2 separate regions of the Mus musculus genome follow, and region 1 is linked to region 2. The links are chromatin contacts, called in public Hi-C maps. All regions are on one chromosome and are shown on one strand. The core of a region is the stretch at or near the end of the contact, and the rest is flanking DNA. Distances in the headings are between cores, read along the strand shown. Region 1 has its middle 33 kb from the start of Mrpl32. Region 2 holds the start of Hecw1 (HECT, C2 and WW domain containing E3 ubiquitin protein ligase 1).

Region 1 (4,080 bases), core at 1,258-3,757, 57 kb after region 2:
AGACTTTTTAGACAGATACCACGTACCAAAATTAAATCAAGTGCAGGTAAATTATCTAAACAGGCCCATATTCCCTAAAGAAATAGAAGTCATTTAAAAGCCTCCCAACCAAAAAAAAGCCCAGGCAAGTTATCTTTAGTGCAGAATTCTACCAGACCTTCAAAGAAGAGCTAATACCAATACTCCTCAAACTATTCCATATAATAGCAACAGAAGAAACACTACCTAATTCCTTCTAAGAAGTCACAGTTACTCTAATATCTAAACCACACAAAGACCCAACAAAGAAAGAGAACTTCAGACCAATTTTACTAATGAATATCAATGCAAAAATACTCAATAAAATTCTTGCAAACAGAATCCAAGAACACATCAAAACCATCATTCACCACAAGATGAAGGTAGGCTTCATCTCAGGGATGCAAGGATGGTTCAATATACGAAAAAAAATCCATTAATGTAATCCACTATATAAACAAACTCAAAGACAAAAATCACATGATCATCTCATTAGATGCTGAAAAAGCATTTGACAAAATAAAACACCCTTATGTTAAAAGTATTAGAGAAATCAGGAATCCAAGGCCCCTACCTGTGTTAGTCAGGGATTCTATTCCTGCACAAACATCATGACCAAGAAGTAAGTTGGGGAGGAAGGGGTTTATTCGGCTTACACTTCCAAACCACTGTTCATCACTAAAGGAAGTTAGGACTGGAACTCAAGCAGGGCAGGAAGCAGGAGCTGATGCAGAGGTCATGGAGGGATGTTTCTTACTGGCTTGCTTCCCCTGGCTTGCTCAGCTTGCTTTCTTATAGAACCCAAGACTACCAGCCCAGAGATGGTACCATCCACAAGGGACCCTCCCCACCCCTTGATCACTAATTGAGAAAATGCTCCACATCTGGATCTCATGAAAGCACTTCCCCAACTGAAACTCCTTTCTCTGTGATATCTCCAGCTTGTGTCAAGTTGACACACAAAACCAGCCAGTACACCTACCTAAACATAATAAAATCAATATAAAGCAAACCATCAGCCAATATCAAATTAAATGGAGAGATACTTGAAGCAATCCCACTAAAATTAGGGACAAGATAAGGCTGCCCATTCTTTCTGTATCTATCCAATATAGTACTCAAAATTCTAGCTAAAGCAATTAGACATCAAAAGAATATTAATGGAATACAAATTAGAAAACAAGAAGTCAAGATATCACTAATTGCAGATGACATGTTAGCATACATAAGCGACCCCAAAAATTCTACCAGAGAGCTCCTACAGCTGATAAACAATAGCCTTCCTTTATACAAATGATAAACAGGCTGAAAAAGACAATAGGGAAACAACACTCTTCAAATAGCCACAAATAGTATAAATTATCTTGGGGTACCAAGCAAGTGAAAGATCTGTATGACAGGAACTTCAAATCTCTGAAAAAAGGAATTAAAGAACTTAGAAGATGGAAAGATCTCTCATGCTCATGTTGGTAGGATTAACATAGTGAAAATGGTCATCTTACCAAAAGCAATCTACAGGTTCAATGCAATCCCCATCAAGACTCCAACACAGTTCTTCACAGACATGGAAAGAGCAATTCTCAATTTCATATGAAAAATAAAAAAGCAGGATAGTGAAAATAATTCCTTACAATAAAAGAACTTCTGGGGGAAACAACATCCTTGACCTCAAACTGTACTACAGAGCAATAATGATAAAAAACCATGTGGTATCGGTACAGAGACAGATAGGTAGATCAATTGAATAGAATTGAAGACACAGAAATAAGTCCACTTGATCACTTATAGACACTTGATCTTTGACAAAGAAGCCAAAAGTATGCAAAGGAAAAAATAAAAGCATCTTTAATAAATGGTGCTGGTCCAACTGGCAGTCTGTATGTAGTGAAGGCAAGAGGAAAGACATCTCTTTCCTTCATAGTGAAGGTAAGAGGAAAGACAATTAGTGTCTATGTATAATAGGTGACAATTCCCCTACTAGACATCACAGTCTCAAAAGTAAAAAGCCTGATGCCAAAAAAGTTATTTCATATGTAGTTGTTGACTAGTGTAGTCCATAGATCTCCAGACATTGTAGGCTATTGTAAATGCTTTTGGTTACCCTCCAGCACTTGAGAATAAGACCTTTCTGAGGACACCACATACCTGAGTCTTTGACTGAGACTAATTTACTGATTTAAAAGGCAAAAGGAAGAAAGAGGAGACAAATCTGAGTGAGTAGAGAAGGGACTGGTGGGTCTGGGAAGAGCTTGAGGGCTATAAACAAGATCAAAAGAGACTGAGTTAAAATCTCACTGAATTAATAAACATGTTTTTCTATAAAAGAAAGGAAATTTCTATTTCTACTGAGCACTGGTTACGCAGTAGGCACGGGTTGAAATATATTAGTGAATTTGCCTCCATTTGTTACTGCTATGCTCTTTTAACTAGTAAGTGAGAAGTTGGGGGATGGATTCAAACTGTCCCTTCTGTTGCTATGGAGTTGTTTCTCACCGCTATCAAAGCCTTCTGGTTGGCAAATCACATGACTTTTGCCTGCAAAGTCTATTTGTGGCTGCTTCTTGAGCAGAATGCCTGAAATTTAGAAGCCACTGTCCAGTTTGTCTATTTTCTAGACTCTGCCTTTTTCTTTTGCCTGCTTCTGGAGTTGGTTCAACCTATTTGCTCCTTTATGTAACCTTTGCCTAGAGAAAAGGAAAATTCTGAGGTTGATATGATTGTTCATTAGAAGGCCTGGAGAGATGTTGTGACAGAGGGCACTTATTTAGCCTAGCTTTATAGAACATTTTCTGATTTCATGGATCCTTGGAATTTCCATTATAAAAGGAGCTGAAAGATGATCTACATTCATTTATTTGTTCCTGTTTTCAATTAGAGTCAAAAGTAAGTATATTAGATATACTTTATTGGTTTCTAGGAAAAAGACCTACTATTGTATATCATGCCTTGCAATTATTTATGTCATTGTAATTTATAAAAGGAAAAAACAGATGTAATATCTATAATGTTTTCCCTTTTAGCAAAGAACCTCAAGAGGTACAAACAATCCATTATTGCAAGGCTAATCCCTTCCAATATTGGTTAAAAATTATTATTCCTCCACCAAAACTTGCAAAGGCAAAGGACCTAGCAGTGCTGAGTATTTAAGAGCTTGGAGTAACCTTCGGACCATTGTGTAATGGACATAGGGTCTATGAAAACATTTACAGCCATTTTACCACCTACCTTTTAAAAATCTTACTAAACACAGGGAAGAAAGGGTTTTGCTATGAGGTTCTGATTCCTAGAAATGGCAGAAGTTAAGTCTCATCAACATGGCTATCTAGACATGAGCTAAACAAGAACAACAGCAATTGTCATACTAACAGGAAGAGCTCAGGAGGTCTCAGTCCTACACAAAGAGCTAAATATTCTTCCCCAGAGAACACACAATTTGGTTATATGCTACTAAGTGATCAGCCTTGTAATCATATATACATAAAAGTAACATTATACAGACTGAGCAGGTTATATTCATGTATTTTGGAATAGTACATATACAGTCATATATACATATATACATATGTGTGTGTATGTGTGTGTGTGTATACACATATACAACTGAAGGAAAAAAAAGGTCATGAATTTGAGTGAAAGCTATGGGGGGGGTGGTACATGGGAGGCTTTGGAGGAAAGAAATGAAAGAGTGAAATGACATAATCTCAAAAAAATAAAGAAAAGTATTTTTAAACCCCTACTATAAAAAGTATCCTTCATGGCTCCTCCCAGGCTTGCGTGCTATTATCTGAGCCCATGCTCCCTCTTCCTTTACTGCCCCTAAGACATTCTGAATGAAATTACAGAAAATAAAAGGCTATGCGAGAGAGTTATTTTGATGTTGTTGTGTAAATATTTACTTTGATTGAATGTGCACTTCTGGGTGGGAAGAAGAGATGCCTGTAACTCAAGAAGCTAAGAAAACCTAACAATCTCAAAAAGCTTCGGAAACTTACAAAACTCAAAAAGGTTGGAAAACAAAGAACTCAGAACGTTCAGAAAGTTACAAGGTCAGAAAGTTACAAG
Region 2 (4,514 bases), core at 925-3,424:
CAATCTGAATAAATTTAGGCAACTGTCTTCGTGAAAATCTGTCCCCCCACAAAAAGAGATCTGTCATTCTGCAAAGAAACCAATTGCACTAGACCAGGATCCTAGTGTGGATCTACCAGAACCTATTTTTTTTAAAAGAAATCCTCCGGACCCGATTTGCCTGTTGGTCTAGGACTTAAAATAGTTCTTCACTTCACCAGTGCCACATTCCAGAGGAGGTAGCAAGCTGAGGGATCAGACAACAGGGAAAACTGCCACAAGCTACGTCTTTACAAACACACACACACACACATTCATATTAGAGTAGGCATGTGGATTGTAATCCCTTCTTAGTGGAAAACACATTTTCAAAATGAATCCCCACGCTAGAGTGAATTACCGTGATAGCCACAGCCGGAGAGTCCCACTGTTGAGAAACTGCAGATCTGGCCACCTGCTTTGAGAAGCTTTGGAACAGCACCGCTGGGGTCTTTTAAAGCTGGTCTTTTCAGGTAGGCACCTACCCTCCTAAACCGCCTTTTAAATTCCAGGAAAAGAGAAGCCACCCCTTATCTTTGAACTATATTGTTCTTCCAGTCTCCACTTCTGCTGAATACAGCATAGTTATCTTTTCAAAGAAAGAAGGAAAACAAGGGAGACTCCCACTGCTGCAGATCCCAGAAGTAAGCCTAAAAAACTACAGCAACGTCAAAAAAAAAAAAAATGTCTTCAGTAGCTAGGAATATCCCGGCATGCTATCTTCTGTTAGCTCAATGCAGACTGAGGCTAGCTGTGGACAGAACCACAGCAAGCTGGGACATCTCTGCAGCCTGTTTTTCTGCCAGCTCCCCACACCCCCTCCCTACCCCCATGTTCTGAATTTGGCAGGGAAGAAGTTACCCTGTCCAGCCTCTGTGCGCAAGATGAACAGACCACACATCCACACTCCCAAAATTAGTCCAGTGCCTGGGAAATTGAGGCTGCAAGGCTGTCAGAAAGCCCTGGAGTGGAGGATGGAGGGCCACTTTGAGCTCTAGGATTTTGCTGCATTGTCATGGCCTGGTAAAGTAGGGAGAATGTGTCGAATCTCCGGCCAAAAATGGACCGGATGCGGCTTTCCCAGCGCCCCCTTGCCTGCCCCCAACCTCCGCCCCTTTCTCTTCCTATGTGCAGGTAACAGTAGGGTAGGCAAAAGGACCAGCTGCTCCCGCTGAAACTCAGGTGGCAGGCCCAGATGAGAGGCACAACGGGCCAGAGATAGGGAGTCGCCTGGGGAACACCCACACCGATCATCTTCCCATCCAGTCACCACCCAGTAGACTGCACCTGGCGGCCGGCTGCAGGAGCCTTTGAGTGAGCACAGAGAGTTCGAGCAGAAACCATGGGATACAATTGTCTAAAAGCCTTGGTTCACAAGGAGTGGGTGTGGGCTGGAAAGGGGGATTACGTAGGTCTCTCCGCCCCCTCCTCTGCCATCTCTTAGCCACTGGGAGGGCGCCCAGGGGCGGAGGAGGCGCTGCGAACCCGTTTGGGGGCTTCTTTGTTTCTCTTCGGGCCCCTATCTGCCGGCTGTACCCAAGCCTTGGGATGCCAGCCCGGCTTGGGCGGCGACCCGCCCCAAGTCAACAATTGAACCTCGCGGGAGAAGAGAGGGTGGGTAAAAGGGTGGATCCCGGCTCTCTGGAGGCAGTGCGCTGCAGGGGCTTCGCAAGGGTGAGGAAGCCGCCCCAGAAAGGGGGTGGGGAGAGGGCAGGGAAGGAGAGGCTGATGGTCTGAGCGTGGCGTCTGCTTACCTTGGCAGCCTCCAACTGGGCACAGATCATGCTCCGGTCCGCACGCAGGTTAGAACCGGGGGTCGCACGTGGCTTGCATAGGTGCCAGGCATTGAGGACCTGGTTTGCTAGTCCTGGGCGATCAGCGTCTTTTGCCTTGCTCTGGCTGCTTCGTATCCTGAGCCAACTATTGTCAGAGCCACCGTCACGGCTGGAGCAGCTCTCGACTGGTGAACCTGTGCGAGCCAGGAGGGGGTCCTCTGGGTCAGAGGCTCGTGGTGTTGCGGCTCAAACAAGGACTCCCAGTGCGTGGCAACGCAGCACACTTTATTGCTTTATCCTTCCTCCCGCATCCCCTCCCTTCCTGCCTGCTCCTCTGTGGGAACCAGACTTGAGAACCAACCAGGAGCCAGGCTTGCTCTCTGTGGCTGTGCTCCGCCCTGCAGCCTCACGCACCCGCACCCTCCTCCTCACCCCTTTAGTATATATATATATATATATGTATGTATATATGTATATATATATATATATATATATATATATATATATATATATATTCTTGTTACTATAGGCCCTATCCTTCCAACACTTAGCACGCGTCCGCGAGGCTTATCTGGAACCAGCCACGGTTCATCAGTTCCTTTGTGTACATGCAAATGTTGTGTTCAGAAAGGATGAGTACCTTCTAGGTAGGTACACTGTGTCAGGTGTTCTCACCTCAATTTCCTTACTTGTCCATTTCACAGATGCAGATACATTGCACAGCATCCTCCAGTATTTTCGCAGCAAGTTCCCCCAAAACAACGTTATGATCACAAATGCCATGCTTGTAAATCGCCCTAGGTATCTATTGTTGATAAGCTTAGCTTTCCAAGCAGGTTTAGTATTAAGCAGTACACATTGTCAAAATAGTAAAATGGAAGTAGGAAAAATGCAAATCTTTATTTGACCAGCCGACCAAGATGCAAAAGAAAGTGAAATGCTGGCCACTGATTTGGTCTAATTTGGGCTTGCTACGTTCACAAAGTGCGAAGGTTCTGAGCACACAACCCCCATAATCCGCAACTCTGTGTTTTTTACAATGCCTTTTTATTTCTACCTATTTTCCTGCCCGGCACTCCCCAGGCAAACTATTTTTCACATCTTAGAGGTGTACCTTTTCCCTTACCCAGGGAACACCCTAGTATTCTTACTATACTTAGTAATGCCTGGTAATTCCTCTTAGTCACCCTGGTAATACCTCTAGCTCCAGAACCTTTTCTTGAAGAGCTGATTGGATATATCTCCATTTATAACAATAAGACAGATGGCTTCTCACTGGTGTTCTTCTTGTTGACCCACCTCTTGCCACTGATTACACTCTTGCAGCAGAACTTTACAGAAGAGGAAACCACGGGAAACCAAGTGAAGCCTCAATTCCCACCCTCCTCCCTCCCCCGGGAGCACCTCCCTTCCAGCCTGCGCTCGTCACTTCAGGTGCCCAGTGATTTCTCAATGGACATTTCCCTCTGTCTGGCAGGAATCTGATTTTCCCACCAGATGAGTTCAACGCTGTCTGTTTTTCAAACCATATCTCAAAAGCCACACAGAACCCTGAGCACACATTTCACCAGATTTGACAGATGAGCTTTGGTATGAAGAAAACCTCCAAGAATGGACTTGGCTGAGGTGCAACAATAAACACCAGAATCAACCAAATGATAATACCAACCAGAAATTTGGAAGAAAAACAAGTAAATCAACAAAAGTCTCTTGTATAAACTAATATTAAAGATTTCTGAAGACACAATTCCAACAAACTGCCACAAAGAATGCTTATTCACCTCAATTAATTGTTAAGTTGTTCAGTCTGATTTTCAGTGTTGCTGCATCTATTTGGCTCAAAGAGATTTTCTTCCTGTTATGTCATGAGGATAGCTTGATAAGTCAGCATCTCTCAGTGTGTTGGTGCAACAATCCTGAGGTATGCTTTATTTTCCTCTAGGCACTTTCTTCTTTTCTATTTCTTTTTCTACCAAAGGAAAAGGGCACAAGTTTCACACCTTTTGTAATTTTAGAATTTTTAATTAATTAAAATATAATTATATCACCCACCTCCTTTCCCTCCAACCCCTCTCATTCATACCTCCTATTTCCTTGAAATTTCTTTATCACACGCACTCAGTCTGTTTAGTGTTACTAGTGTGTTTTACTGGGACTGGATACTCATTTAGGGGTTCATCCCTGGAAAGGATTCATTCTTTCAGCAGCCTTTAATTGCCTGTAGCTCTTCATCTTCATCTAGTGTTGGTTTACTGCACAATATCCCCACCTATGTTAGCTTGTCACCTGGTCCTGTCATTTTTGGGGTCTTATTTAAGCAGCCACATTGTTAAACGTCATGTGTGTGGCTTCCTGGCCATCTTTAGAAAACACTATCTTGCAGTGGATTGATTTCCTGGTCTCCCTATTCCTACAATCTTTCTACATTTTCTTCCCTGGTGTTCCCTGAGCCTCAGATGTAGCTTGTGTTGTAGATACAACTGAGGCGGGGCAGCCCACAGTCCAGATCTGCTGTGCATTTTGACTAGGTGTGACTCTAGTAATGAACTCTGGAAAAGAAGCTCATTTGATAACTGGTGAGAGCTACACTTATCTGCGAGTACAGGGATAGCATCACAGCTTAACAGGTAGAACAAATAGCCAGAGTCAGTATCTTTGTTTTCTATGAAAAGGAAAAGGTGATGCAGGACAGAACATTTCTATAGCTCTAGGTCATCATCT

What was found. A called contact is a pair of places that touch in the nucleus more often than the background predicts.
Region 1: a Hi-C map of cortical neurons shows a contact between it and region 2, with 1.6 times the contacts expected there. The contact joins the enhancer-like site here to the promoter of Hecw1 in region 2. A contact is called at or near these places in 2 of 39 promoter capture datasets (embryonic stem cells and trophoblast stem cells), 1 of 15 datasets of contacts at CTCF or cohesin (the NIH/3T3 cell line), 3 of 484 Hi-C or Micro-C datasets (cerebral cortex, cortical neurons and olfactory sensory neurons), 1 of 115 datasets of contacts at active chromatin or transcription factors (forebrain) and 1 of 9 other capture datasets (adipose tissue).

Annotation. Positions count from the first base shown.
Region 1 is chr13:14,578,079-14,582,158 of GRCm38.p6, forward strand. No RefSeq gene overlaps it. Among named protein-coding and RNA genes, the nearest start is that of Mrpl32, 33 kb to the right of the region's middle. Within about 2 kb of position 2,508, at least 2 of the 459 cell types and tissues checked have an H3K27ac peak or open chromatin away from gene starts, as enhancers often do. A contact at or near this core is called in cortical neurons, where this site is marked.
Region 2 is chr13:14,521,052-14,525,565 of GRCm38.p6, forward strand. It overlaps Hecw1 (HECT, C2 and WW domain containing E3 ubiquitin protein ligase 1), which reads right to left and starts at 2,175. Exons shown (of 29, transcript NM_001081348.3): 1 at 1,773-2,175. Gm30893 (a long non-coding RNA gene) reads left to right here and starts at 1,544. Exons shown (of 2, transcript XR_382090.4): 1 at 1,544-1,632; 2 at 2,498-3,449.